Regions from separate parts of the Triticum aestivum genome. Here region 2 is linked to region 1. The links are chromatin contacts, called in public Hi-C maps. All regions are on one chromosome and are shown on one strand. The core of a region is the stretch at or near the end of the contact, and the rest is flanking DNA. Distances in the headings are between cores, read along the strand shown. Region 1 holds the start of LOC123085601 (gamma-interferon-responsive lysosomal thiol protein). Region 2 holds the start of LOC123085605 (eukaryotic translation initiation factor 2 subunit alpha homolog).

Region 1 (7,296 bases), core at 1,159-3,658:
CCGCCGCCGGCGTCTATCCCAGTGAAGAATTAGGGTTCTAAAAATAATTAATCACGTCAAGTTGAAACGTTATTATGTAGCAGCCGTACTGATACGATAAATTAATTGCATCTAGATTACATTTTTACCCCTAAGATCGGGGTACTCCCTAGCTTTTTCAGTTGGTACTCTCTTGCACACTTGTTGGAGTACCGATTAAGATCATCCATCGGATTAACAGAAATGGAGGGCTCATAATCATTTAGGGGTACTGTAAAAGAGCTCTTCTGTTTTTCGCTTACCTGTAGAGGACGCAGTTACAGCAACCTGATTCTTAAATGGAAAGGAAGATATGTAACTTTTAGAACTTTCATATGGGTAACAAACAGGTGTGTAATCTGTCAAATGGAGTATCGGAGAGGGGATCTGCAGATGGCACTCCCCTGCAAGCATGTGTACCACGCCAGCTGCGTGACAAAATGGCTTACCATCAACAAGGTCTGCGATAAGGAAACAGAACAATCCGTATCCGCTTCTTGTTTCTACCCCCTGCCTCTTTAGCTGACAGGAGTATGCATTTGCTCTGCAGGTATGCCCTGTCTGCTTTGCTGAAGTTCCCGGCGAGGAGCCCAAGAGGCAATGAGTTATGTGGCAATCACGAAGTTCTTGCGCTGGGACGACGTACGCGTGATCTCTGCTTGAGGGCAGCTTGCTTTGTGCCCTACCCCTTCCCTTTAGACTTGTATATTAGGACCATATCACTAAATATAGGTTATAAGCAGATGTAGCTGGAAGCCGGAACCGCTTCCCAGAGGTTTGCCGTAGGCTGTAGAGTTTGACCGTGAACTATGACCACGTGGTAGAGCTCGATCGTGCATGCTTGTGAGGTGTTTTGTTCACTGCAAAGAGGCATGCGCTTGTTTCTGTTAACTGTATTTGATTAAGATTTTTGTGGACAGAGGAAAGATTCATTTGTTACAACCTTGTGACTATGAGCTTGCATTCCTTGTCAGTGATGTGTTTGTGACTGAAACTCTGAGCTTCTTTTGGGGGAGGCTAGGCTCAGCCAGTTTTGTGTTGCTCCTTCTTCTTTTCTCTTGGGATTTTGTGTGTGTGGCTCCTGTTTTTGTCTGTAGTTGGATGAACTCCTGTATCCACTTTGTACCGGTGACCACTGCTCAGCTACGGACCTGTCCAGTGCAGGTACAATTTTTTGGGGAGGCTTTGCCAGTTTTGTGTGTAGCTCCTGTTTTTATCTGCAGTTGGATCAACTGATGTATGCACTTGTACTCTGGTGACAACTGCTCAGCTCTGGACCTGTCGAGTTGAGGTAGTGCAACTTTTCTTGGACAGGAAAATTAACCTTTATTTAGCTCACAGTAATTGTTACATTATCAACCAGGAAATCAGGGGATCATCCAGCCACACAGACGGACTGATTCTGGTACGTGGAGCTCAAAGATAGTGTGCCTCTCTAGGCCAGTGCTTCACAGAATGGTGTTCAAACTCGGATTTGCTATTTCTTAGGTGCCTGAAATTCTTTTTCGTGTCGGCCACTTTTTTCCTTCTTGTTTCCCTCTTGGCCGGACCTCGCCGGAGAAGAAACAAGCTTGCCGGAGAAGAACTAGCCCCACCATCTATCTTAGGATGAAGTCATGACCCCATTATCTATCTTAGGGGTGTGGGTGTGTAGAGGATCGCCGAAGGTTTTCATGGGTGGCGCTGGGCTTACAGGAGTGTCCTGGACGGTGGCCAGCAACGGCGATAGGGGGAGGTTAACGGGAGGGCGGGGCGGTGCCCGGTAGTGTCTGCCGGCCGCGGGTGGTGGAGGCCGGCGGTTAAGCCGCTGGGGGTGTTTGGAGGAGGAAGAAGGGGTACCCGGAAGAAGAAAGGGAGGAGGAAGAAGGGGGTACCCGGAAGAAGAAAGGGAGGAGGAAGATAAACAATACCGCGATCTATTTGAAATGAAGATATAGTGGCTGTTGATAAAAGTGACCGATGGCTCTTTCAGAAAGAAAAAAGTGACCGATGGCAAAAGAAATTTCAGGTACATGGATAGAGGGTCCCGTTCAAACTTGATGTTGATGGCGATCACCTATTCACCTGATGGCGCATCGTTGGCCTCACAGACAGCTCTCCTGCTTGACCATGGAATCGTGACACGTCCCTCCAAAACATGAAGCCGTGAACTTCCTTCCTTCCGGCACGCACGTATGTTCCCGTGATCCCGTCTATACCCATCGAGACACAAAAAACTTACCGCTCTCCGTTGACCAGGAGAGGAGAACTCCTCTCGGGACGGACGCGACCCCCCCTGCGCGCCATGGCCACTTCCCGTCGCGCCCTCCGCTTCGTCCTGCTCCTGCCGGCCATCCTCGCCGCCCTCCTGCCGCCGGCCCCGGCCGCGGCCGCGGGGCCGCCCAGGGTGTCCCTGGCGCTCTACTACGAGTCGCTCTGCCCCTACTGCTCGCGCTTCATCGTCACCCGCCTCGCCGGGATCTTCGACAGCGGGCTCATCGGCGCCGTCGACCTCCTGCTCGTCCCCTACGGCAACGCCCACGTCCGCGGCGCCAACAACACCATCTCCTGCCAGGTGCTGCCGCTAGCCCTCTCAGTGATCCAGTCCCCGATTAATTCCCCCTGAATCATCCAGCTCACAAATTGATTCCTAGCTAGTTACTGAATTACCCTGCCACAAATCTTTTGTTCTCTCTGCCTTGGTAATTAATCGACGCCTCCGACCAATTTCGTAGAGTAGCTAGCTTCATAATTAGCGGCTCATTACTGCAGAAATACTTTGAACGGTAGTGGTGGCAGTAGCGTGGCATCATAGCGGCCAAGGCGTATTGCTGCTAATTAGTCGCCGTCATGCCGTTTTTTTTACTGGTTAGAGAAACAAGGTGGATCCGTACTAGTATAACACTTGTCGAACGCGCGGCCCAAAACGTTTGGCATAGGCTCAATTTAGCGCGGCCCATTTGCTATTGTTTCTCTTTCTGTTTGTTTCTGCCTTGTACGCAAGGAATAACACTGAATTACTTTGCAACGAATATCCTGTTCTCTTGCCTTGGGCCAATTCCAAAGCTAGTTTCTTGATTTTGCGGGCAGAGATATTTTGAAGGTAGTGGTGGCAGCAGCGTGGCATCATAGCGGCCAAGGCGTATTGCTTGCTGCTAATCAGTCGCCGTCATGCCCTTTTCTTTACTGGTTAGGGAAACAAGGTGGATCCATATACGATACTAGCAAGATACTTGCCGAACGCGCGGCCCAAAACGTTTGGCATAGGCTCCATTTAGTGCGGCCCATTTGCTATTGTTTCCCTCTCTGTTTGTTTCTGCCTTGTACGCAAGAAATAACTGAATTTGTATTATCAACAAAACAAGTGCACGCACCTGGCTGCCTTGTCTAATTGTCTTACTTACACTAGAGCTACAATGACTTCTCTCTCAGATCTCAACTAGTAATGCCGTACCACTACAACCCACCAGCCCACTACGCATGAGCATGGTTTGCGATGATTCTAAAAGAGGAGGAGAACATGCTTTGCAACCGTCACCTACAATCATGTATTCCTACGGTGATTAATGGCCTGGTTTTCGGGCAGACCACAAGTTAGGCTCTCTCCACTACCAGCCCTTCCACCTTAGAGATCTCTTGTAGTTTTCAGCTTATGGAAGAGTTACTATAATTCACTGCAAAGCCACTTCCATTGAGGTTTTGTATTTGCTAGCTTTTAGAAACGCCACTAACAATCCTCAACAAGTTGCTTACCTTCTGGTTTATGCGACCTAAGTGTACCGCACCTAGTGCTTTTGTCTAGAATGGAAACTCTTCCAGAAGAAACAAGGTTCATTGGAGTGTGCAATAGTTTTAGTTTTACAAATGCATCTTGAAATCCTCATCATTTCATCGTGCAGATGCTCATAAGATGAAATGGTGGGAACCACTCATCATTTCACATCCTCAAATATGCACCACATCGCCACACACGGCCGAGCAATTCTAGTTTGTCCTTTAAACCACCTCGCTGCACACGTGGCGACCAGCCCATCACCCTAATCGCCAATATAAACCCCTCACTGCCAAGCTCCTGCACTCACTCCAAGGCTCCACCTTCTTCTCTGCACACTGATCTTCTGCCCATTGATCGACCGGACGAGCAAACCCCATGGCCACCCGCCCCCACCGTTTCCTCCTCCTCCCCGTGCTACTCCTGCTGCTCAGCGTCTCCTCCGCGAGCGCCAATGGCGATGTAGTCACGGCGGGGAGCGGGAAGGTTAGCATGGCGCTCTACTATGAGTCGCTGTGCCCCTTCTCAGCGCACTTCGTGGTGAACAGCCTCGCCAGACTCTTCAAGGATGGACTCCTTGATGCCGCGGACCTCACCCTCGTTCCCTATGGCAACGCCAAGGTGGACGCGCACGGTGCCATCACCTGTCAGGTGTGCCATCGCCGCGCGCCCAATCCGTTCCTCTGCTTCTTCCTTTGGTTATCTTATTATAGATGTTTCTTTGTTCAATCAGGGATCCTGGGTGTGTGCTTAGTTCTGAGTAGTACTTTCTAATTAGCAATGTTAATTACTGACTATTTAGCTGTGGATGGTGCTGATGCTCATACTAATATTGGGATTTTGGCTTGTTGCAGCATGGCCCCGATGAATGCCTTCTCAACAACGTGGAGGCTTGCGCCATCGAAGCCTGGCCGGATTTGGTAATTCATCCACATCTCATCATAATCTCTGCTCACAGCTTCACCACCAACGTATTGTTGCAACTTCATTAAGTTCTCAGCAAAGAATAGGCTGGACTATGATACAATAATCACGACGCGAACTTCGTATCAGTTATAGTAGTAATAGAATAGTCATTAGCTAGCTGTCGTCACTTCCCCAGGTCCAAGTTCTCACCTCAAATCTAGACAGTTCTGCTACAAGTCTGGAGAATTTTGTTACACATACTCTTTGATATGATAGCTACTTGTCACTGGTTGCAGAATGTGCATTTCGGTTTCATCAACTGCGTGGAGGACCTGGTGATGAACCGCAAGTGCGAGGAATGGGAGTCGTGCTTCCAGAAACAGGGGCTTGACCCCAAGCCTGTCATGGAGTGCTACAACAGTGAGCATGGCCACAAGGTCCGTTCCCCTTGCCTCTGCGTTGTATCATCACATACATTTTATAGGCAATATTGCTAACCACAGTGTTCGTATTTTGCTTGCTCCATCTAGCTTTCGCTCAAGTATGGGAAACAGACTGATGCGCTTGTGCCCCCGCACAAGTACGTTCCATGGGTGGTGGTTGATGGCCAGCCGCTGTATGAGGTAAGCAACAACCACTCTTCTCAAGTTTTTGATCCAATCATGATGGAAGATTTCACATTTTACTAACTGTTTGCTCACCTTCATGTCGGAGTTTCACCATATAAGCATACGCTAGTTCTTGAATCATGACGAGCTTGTTTGTTTCAGGACTACGAGAACTTCGAAGCTTACGTCTGCAAGGCTTACAAGGGCCATCCTCCCAAGATTTGCCAAGGGCTGGGCCGTGACTACCCAATCGTACAACAGGTGGTGGAGGCTGGCAACGGTGTCACCTACAACTCCGGCGATTTCGAGCTGGATGAAGGGGTCGACGACAAGATTAAGATTAAGATGGTCCAGGGTGATGACAATTGATAAATTGTATATGTCTCCTTTCGGGGCTCCTATACCGATACACGTGAATATAGGGCCGTTTCATCTTTCTGGTCAGGTTAATTATGGCAGTATTGCTAAAGCACATCTAGATAATAAAGTGAGTTATGGTGATGTAAATTCCTGTTCAAGTTAATATGGAGATATACGTGAGCATTGTGAGTTTTATTTTTCTGTTCAAGTTTTTTATTTGGCCGTGTCCAAGTTAATATGGAGATATACAACGTGCGATAATAATCGTGAGCTATGGTGATCCTGCTAGCCCTATCTGGTTTCTGGTTTGTTGAACTAACGAACCTAAGTAAGCGTGGATTTTCTATGTGGGCCATCCAGCTTAGCAGCAAGAGATCCATGTTGTCTTTACATAGAAATTTCTCTATTTTATTTCCAAAAATTGATTTTGGAGGCCTTTTTTGAATTTTTTAATCAAAAATCATATTTCTACATTTCAGACAAATCCGAAAAATACAGATATACATGGAGTCATAATGTACATGTGTGTAAATTTCCACGATGAAATACATTGAAATGAGGGCCCTGCAAAGAAAAAAACAATTCGTGGCTTTTGAGCACATGATACTCTTCATCCCCAAATTTGTAGGTCAACGCCACACAAGTACCACTATGTGAATAAAAGAGTGAATTCCATCTTTTACCCACTAAATTCATGTTTGTGACAGATATTACCCCATTTAGTGAAAATTCCCAATTTAGGCAAGTTTGTGATACATTTTAAATTCCCTCCCACATTTTATGCTAACTGGACTAGCCACATATGCGGTTTTATTTTTTCTCTGGTTTTCGTTAAAGCTAATTATATTTGTTAGAACTCATACAAATTACTAGCAAGGAGAACTCTAAGATAGAGAAAGTATCCAATGAAAACCAAGATTTGGTGGAAACCGGTGAAACTATAATTTCAAATGTTTAAAAAATTCTGAAAAATACAGTGTGGTGGAGAAGGTGACCCTCTAGAAACAAATTTCAGTTTCAAATTCAAATTCACCTAAGAGCTATGGAGATTTTTTTTCAAATTCAGCAACTAAAAATGTGAAACATGTGAAATTATGAAATTGATTTTCTTCATAGCTGCCAAGTGAAAACGAAATTGAATTTTAAAAAGGGTGGGGGCGCTAATAGCTAATTCTATGCAGTATACATGCACTCCTATAACATTTAACGCAGCGCATTTGCCACTGTTTCTCTTTCTGTTTGTTTCTGCGTTGTAAGAAGATCCACTGAATATATTTTTTCCCCGCAAAGAAAAAACACTGAATAAATTTGTAGTGCAACGCAACACGCTTGGTTGCCTTGTCTTAATTACTCTAGAGCTAAGACGAGTGTTATCTCTCATCATCTCTATGAAGTAGTAATGCTATGCTAACACGCTACGGCGAGCCGGCAGAGAATCATGGTTTGCGATTTCAAAAATGGAAGATAAAACATAGTACTACTGTACTAGTCAGCAATTGCCACCTATGTCTTGGTTGATGGGCAGAACATAAGTTTAGGCTCCACTACCAGCTGTGCTACCGTGGAATTCTCTTGAAGTTTTTAGCTTATGGAGTGGTTACTAATTAATTGCAAGCCACTCCCTTTGATGTTTTGTACTGTATTTGCTACTTC
Region 2 (6,732 bases), core at 2,812-5,311, 350 kb before region 1:
ATCAAAGTAAAGCCCAGCACTGGCCGATGAACATCTAAGATGACACTACCAGCAAATTCAAAGAGCTTTTAAATAGGATGATCTAGGATCTTGGCTGATGCTATACAACGAATCTCATCCAAATCGACTAATGTAGACTCAGTCCGCATGGACGCCAGAATTTGTGAGATCGATATCGCCCATTCCTGTATCTTCCTCATCTTCACTGTCATCATCACCAGCAACCTCCGCATTTTGCTCAACCAGGGTATCCAACTGGGCGTTCAATAGCTTATCTTCCCTCTCACTCACCTGTTTACAAAATGCAAATAGTACAAAGCTTCATGAACCATGAACTGGAACAGCTAATATAATTTTGAGAACATTTATACTGGAGATATATACGATATATAGAGGACACGTAGAAGAATTATTAGACAATGCTGAAAACTTACAGCTCTAGGTGCTTCTTTCACTACCAACTTTCCCTTGTGTTTTTCAATCTCTGCTGTGCATGCTTTAACTGCATCAGTGAGAACTGAGATGCCTTGGTCCTATCCCAAGGAGAAACATACAAAAGAAGATTAATTGTTATTTGTGGAGAGTTGAAACATCAAAACCTTAAACCATAATACTGAGGTTGGAATGAATTCAGATAGATGGAGTCTAAAAATTCATCCCGTTTGATAGCAAAGTATTTTCTAAATATTTTGAGAATACTACAGTTTTTGATATTACCATAGTTTTATTTACAATGAGCTGTTTGATTGACGCTTAAAACTGTTGTTTTAATATTGTAGTATTCGACAAACTGCAGTTTTTTCTCTGTATAATAAAAAGAACCCCAGACCTGTTTTAAAAAAACAGAGAAGGCGAAAAGAAGGGACTAGCGTCATTATCCTTCCGCACTCTGCTCAACAACTCGCTACTTGCTCTGGCCTCGTTCCCACGCCGTCGCCGCCCTGTCGTCTTTGGAGAAATCTCCCTCGGCGACCATGGGGAAGCAAAGAGACGGCTGCTCTGTTGTCGTCGGCCGCTACACCCCGCATGATTTGTCTAAAATCTAATGATCATACTATAGTGATTTTGCTGTTTTTCATTCAGACAATTCAGATTCAGGTATCCCTGTTCAAACCATACCACAACAAACTACACCTGGTACTTTTAGCACGGGTTGGGGGCTAGAGGCGAGTGCATGGAACGGTGGCTCAGCTCGGCTTAGCGGCTGGAAGGAGTGAGGGGGACATATGAGTTGGTTGTTTCTTCCTCCGGGCTCTTGATGGGATGGCCCGTATGTTAGCTAGCTGAGCATGTTGATCAGCTCCGGCCAGCAGGTGTGTGCTTGCACTGCTAACGGCTAGGTAGTTGAGTGTTTGAACGCATCAATACTGTGTTTTGCGGCAACAACCAAACAGGTCACAGTAATCTCAATACTTCAACATACTTTGATATGTCAAAACTGTGGTATCTTGTACCCACTGACAAAAATATTGTGGTTTTCAATACTGCAGTTTTTCTAATACTTTGCTACCAAACATAGCCTAAAGCTGTAAGCCCAAAGCAACTTACTGTACCATTTGAGTGCGTGTACAACAAGACAGACTAAGGACAGTTCATGCAAATAACCACTGTCACCTAATCTGTAACTTAGATCATTCTACACACATGTTATTAAGAACACACCAAAAAAAATAGCATCCTTTGTCACATTAGAGAATGAAATTTGACATGGCAATTATCAATTTCCTTCTGGATGACTAGCCAACCAACCCCAATAGATGACAATGAGAAACAGCAAACTACAGATCATGGACAACAAACTATCAAACATTGTATGCGGTGCAATAGCTGTTAGACACATTGGAAGCAAGGTGAGCACTTTAACAGCCTTCCTGATAGTTAGGATATAAGATGATCCACCCAGCCAATAATGTACCCCCTCCAGTCCAAAATATCAGGTGCATTAATCTTTTTTAAAGTCAAACTTCTTTAACTTTGACCAAGTTTATGGAGAAAAATATCAATGTTTTCAAAATCCAATCATTACCATAAGATTCGTCATGAAATATATTTTCATATTTTAGTTATTTAGCATCGTAAATGTTAATATATTTTCCTATAAACTTGGTCAAACATAGAAAAGTTGACTTTTCGAAAAACTAATACACCTTATATTTGGGAACAGACACATTAGAAGCTTCTTTCTAAATAATGAAAATTTGACCATCTAATCAATCAAGAAAAATACAATGTGCTAAAGGCGCAGTGCAATTGTTAAATCTTAAATTCTATGTCAAATTAGGAGCATCCTTCTAAATAAGAATCAAATAATCTAATCAATCGAGCAGGATACCTAGAGTCAAAGCCAACATGAATCATGGAAAGAGGCTGAAGAAGACACCAACCTTGTCGAGAGTTTGTGTAGTCAGAACATAAAGTGGAGGAGCAACCAGCTTAATCTTCACAGGACAATTAGTGTTCCCAGCAGCTTCAGCTTTCCTCATGGCTTGCTGCAATATCAAATTTAGAACAACTGAATAAGCAACCCAAAGTGTTCAATTATATCCCAAGGCAGAAACAGGGTTAACTAGAACCTTAATATGGAGCACCCCATCAAATTGGAAACATTTCATCTCGACGTCAGCACGGATCTTGAGTGGCTGCGGTGTCATCCTCCTCCGTATATTCTGGACCAGGGTCTCCTTAATCTCAGGGGTGACAGCAGGCACCACCTTAGTCACCTGCCAGTAAATTTAAGTATCACTTTCATTTTCTGGCAAAAACTCTAAACTTAATTATGTCGATGGTACTCCCTCCGGTCCTTTTTACTCTGCATATTAGGTTTGTCTGAAGTCAATCTCATCCAACTTTGACCAAGTTTATACAAAAAATTATTAACATTCACATAACAACACATTTATTATTAGATCCATCTCGGAATATATTTTCATATTATATTTATTAGATGTTATAGATGTTAATATTTTCTAATATAAATTTGGTCAAACTTAGCAAACTTGGACTTCAGACAAAGCTAATGTGCGGAGTAAAAAGGACCGGAGGGAGTAAATATCAGAACACATTCCAGGGGTAATTTATTCACATCACTTGAAATATCATTCAATTGTTCGTTAGACCTTAGAACTAGACTCGACAAGACAAATTTAATCTATTGGTACATTCCAACATTCAGTGATTAGTTGCACTAAAAGTTCATTTGGTCCATTTGACCTCAGATAAACTCGCAAGTACCAAACCTTTCTATGGTGCCCATTCAACAGAACGAGAACATGTTATCCATAAACTTCAGCACATTTTACCTGACATCACGCACAAATTCACATGACAAGATCATTTAAGCACGGCGTAGTTATTAGTGAATGCATTTAATCACGTCAGGGCATCGTAGTGCATAAATCAGAATTACGAAAGGAAAAATCATGATAATTGGTGGGTAACCTCTTGTCCGTCAGGGCCGGTCTCCCTCTCCTCGTAGGTGAGCACATCGAGGATGGCGTCGGGGTCAGCAACTATGAGCTTGAAGGCCTCGAATGCGTGGCCGTACTTGCGGTATAGCGGCCAGCCGATGCGCTGGTAGATGGGCTCGAGGTCGATCTCGAGGGTCTCGGCAACGTGGCGCATGATGGAGTGCACGAGCTTGGACTTGTTGTACTTGTCCTCGCAGGACCGCGCCTCCTCCTCGGAGACCCGGCGCTTGGAGAGGTCGATGTATCCCTTGTCGCGGTCGACACGGAGCACGATGGCGGGCTCCTGGCGGCCGACCTTGATGAGCGAGGAGATGGAGCGGATGCGGCGGCGGGAGAGCTCGGAGAAGAGGATCATGCCCTCCACGTTGTTGTACTCGAGGAGGGAGACGTAGGCGCCCATGTCGGCGATGTGCTTGACCTGGATCATCACCGCGGCGTCCACCTCCGGGAACCGCGGCTCGTACATCCGGCACTCGAGGTTCGGCATCTTCTCCGTCTGCCGGGTGGAGGGCGTCGCCGGAGTTGGAGGGGGCCGCGGCGGATCTAGGGTTTGCTTGGGTTTTGGTCGGGGGAGGGGGTGGGGGCGGCAGTCAGAGAATGCTGCTTGTTGTACTCCCTTGGTGGATCGGATATCAAGTGAGCCGATCCGATTCCGATGGATCCGATATCTCTCCCGGTCTCCCCCACACGCGCCACACAGGTACTGGAACCGGGTAGCGTAGTCTTGACAATACGCCTGCGTCCTAGGGTAGCGTACTCTTGAAAATACGTGTGCGTGTTCGGGTAGCGGAGAGCAGAGATGGTGCGCCTCACGCGAGCTCCGGGGAGTGGGAAGACCGGAAGAGGCACGCACCAGTGCACCCCCACCGGGATCCCCTTCCCTTACCGCCGCCCCTTTTCTTGGAGGGGAGGAAAAGAAAGCCAAGGGAAGGAGGACAAGTAGCGAGCCCTGAGGAACTTCTCGGCTCGGCTTCTTCTCCAATCCCCTTCATTGCCTTTCCAGTGGTTTCCAAGGCCCGCAGCTAGCTCCGCCGTCGCGCTATCGGGAGGGGGAGGGAGATCAGACTGTGAGATGTCTTCGCCGGAGCCATCGGCGGCGGCGGCCGGGGCGGGCGGCGATGCGGCCGGCCAGAGGGCTCCAGTGGAGCCGCTCCGGCTGCCAACGCCGGAGGAGATCAAGGGGCAGGAGATGATGAACAACTGCGCCGTCCGGAGCGTCCTCAGCGGTGTCATGGGTAATGTTACTCACCACCTCAAACACAAATCTCTTGATGCTATTCAGTTACTGAGTATTTGGAGAAAACCATATTTGTGCCACTGCGGCGCATACAACTCTGTAATTGAATTATGCTGAAATGCCGAGTTAACATGTCTCCATGATCTTGTTCAAATGCCATGCAATCAGAGTTTCTGGATGGTGTGACATGTAACATGGATGTGGTTGTTCATGCTTTAGATGGTTAGTTCTTCACCTGTTTGCCTGAAGAGTTACAAATAAAACGGTGCCAGCTCTGCAGGAGATGAGCTTAATTTTATTTTGAGCAAGTGCGCGTACGAACTTAACTATGTTCATATGTTGATTCGGTTGTACTCACCTGCAGAACTGTCTACTGTTAGTTAGTTACTTTAGCTGCTCAAAATCTTTGGTGGTAATAACAATAAACTCTTTGCTCTTGTTCGATGATCCTTCATGTGAAATGGCATGTCATAATGCATAATGAAGATGCCTTTGTTTCAAGTTCTTTTTTTAGGGTCGTGCCTTTGTTTCAAGTGAACTTGCCTGGGAGAGTTGGGGTCTAAGTTTTTGTAGTGATTCATCAAGTAAAGTTAGGGTCATGAAATCAACCCAATTAAATTCCAGTCCTTAACACATTACCTTTCAAAGACTTTAAGATTGAGAGTCTCCACATGTCAGGTGGCCAAGTATTCGGAAAGTGGTTGGATAAAGTTTCAAGTAGTCTAAGAGGGGTTTTGGTAGAGCATTAGAAAGGTGTTCCTTAACAATGCACGATCGTTTTCCATTGTAGCTACAAGCATTGTGTCATAGGCATAGCACGTGATTTGCGGAAAATAGCAAGGTCGACGGTTATTGAAGGTTGGTCTGATAGTGGTTCAATTTTTTTGTTAAATAGTTTGAAAATATTGTTGTACTGCATTAGAAAGGTTACTGTTTGGCGGTGCACCTCTCTGAATCCTTTTCATGTCAGTGCTGCAAGAAGTATAATGTGATAGACATACATCGCGGCCATCCTGGTAACAGCTTGGTGTTTGATCATGTCAACACTGATGTTGTGGGCTTTCCTAGCCTTATTCGCAACCAATCTGACCGTTGGAAGGTTTGTGTTACCTCTGCCTTGGATGTTTGCCATCTTACCTCCTGGTGTACCCACCAGTCATGTAATGGAGTAGTTTTTCATCTTCTGCCACCCTCCCCCACCTCCGGCTATCAGTTATTCCTTTTAGCATTGGGTATGTGCCTTCCCCTGTTTGCATGCTTGATTGTACAGTTTTTGCGGAGTGAATAAAATCGGTCAGAGTGTGTCTGGTTCTTCCAGTTGTCTCGTAAAAAAAGTTTGCTCTGATCCATTCATTTCATGTTTCTGTTGTTTCTGCTTCAAATGAAGAAACTTAACATTGGATCTAGTGCTACCTAACATTTTCCCCCCAGTATATAGTTACTGTAAATAAGTGCATGCCATAACATTGTGTGTGTGCGCACGCGTTCACGTGTGATTACTAGTAACATTTCACTTGTGCAATATATGTAGTTTTCCAACAGCTTGCTGACATTGTCATGAATCTGGAACATGGCAAAGGCCTGCAATGTTAAAGTATCTATTTTCTGTTTTTGCCCTGTTTAATGATTTGTTTATTGATGGTTTAGAGGATAGAATCAGTGATATTGATACTATGCACTCTATTGTATGTATTACCAAAGTATCACTATTTCCTATAGTTTGACATTTGGTATCCTTAAGACAACAGCCAACAATCAGTGGCTGGATACTCCGTCCTATACTAACTTAGAAGTCATGTTAAGTTGTTGCCTGATGACTTGTGCTTCTCTGCTTGTTAATCATTTGGCGTCAAGCTAAACAGCTTAGAGTATCAGCTATTGGCTTATCCCACAAGGGGCCCACTTACAAGTGCATAATGTTTCATTAAATGGACTTATGGAGTATGCATAGCTGTTATTAACTGCGTAGCTTTCATTCAATAGGGGGTGGTCTTGGTGTACTTATGGGACTATTTTTTGGAGCTTTGG

What was found. Hi-C and Micro-C count contacts between places; a contact is called where the count stands out from the background.
Region 2: a Hi-C map of leaf shows a contact between it and region 1, with 4 times the contacts expected there. The contact joins the promoter of LOC123085605 here to the promoter of LOC123085601 in region 1. A contact is called at or near these places in 4 of 5 Hi-C or Micro-C datasets (leaf and root).

What each region holds. Positions count from the first base shown.
Region 1 is chr4A:136,968,435-136,975,730 of IWGSC CS RefSeq v2.1, reverse strand. LOC123085601 (gamma-interferon-responsive lysosomal thiol protein) reads left to right here and starts at 2,408. Exons shown (of 5, transcript XM_044507263.1): 1 at 2,408-2,572; 2 at 4,624-4,689; 3 at 4,972-5,112; 4 at 5,206-5,298; 5 at 5,446-5,838. The coding sequence starts at 2,408. The coding sequence ends at 5,652. It overlaps LOC123085602 (E3 ubiquitin-protein ligase BIG BROTHER), which reads left to right. Exons shown (of 8, transcript XM_044507265.1): 7 at 369-477; 8 at 569-944. The coding sequence ends at 622.
Region 2 is chr4A:137,319,541-137,326,272 of IWGSC CS RefSeq v2.1, reverse strand. It overlaps LOC123085605 (eukaryotic translation initiation factor 2 subunit alpha homolog), which reads right to left and starts at 4,061. Exons shown (of 5, transcript XM_044507267.1): 1 at 3,439-4,061; 2 at 2,574-2,720; 3 at 2,385-2,489; 4 at 435-533; 5 at 1-291. The coding sequence starts at 3,954. The coding sequence ends at 139. LOC123085606 (mitochondrial import inner membrane translocase subunit TIM22-4) reads left to right here and starts at 4,320. Exons shown (of 4, transcript XM_044507268.1): 1 at 4,320-4,702; 2 at 6,688-6,732. The coding sequence starts at 4,540.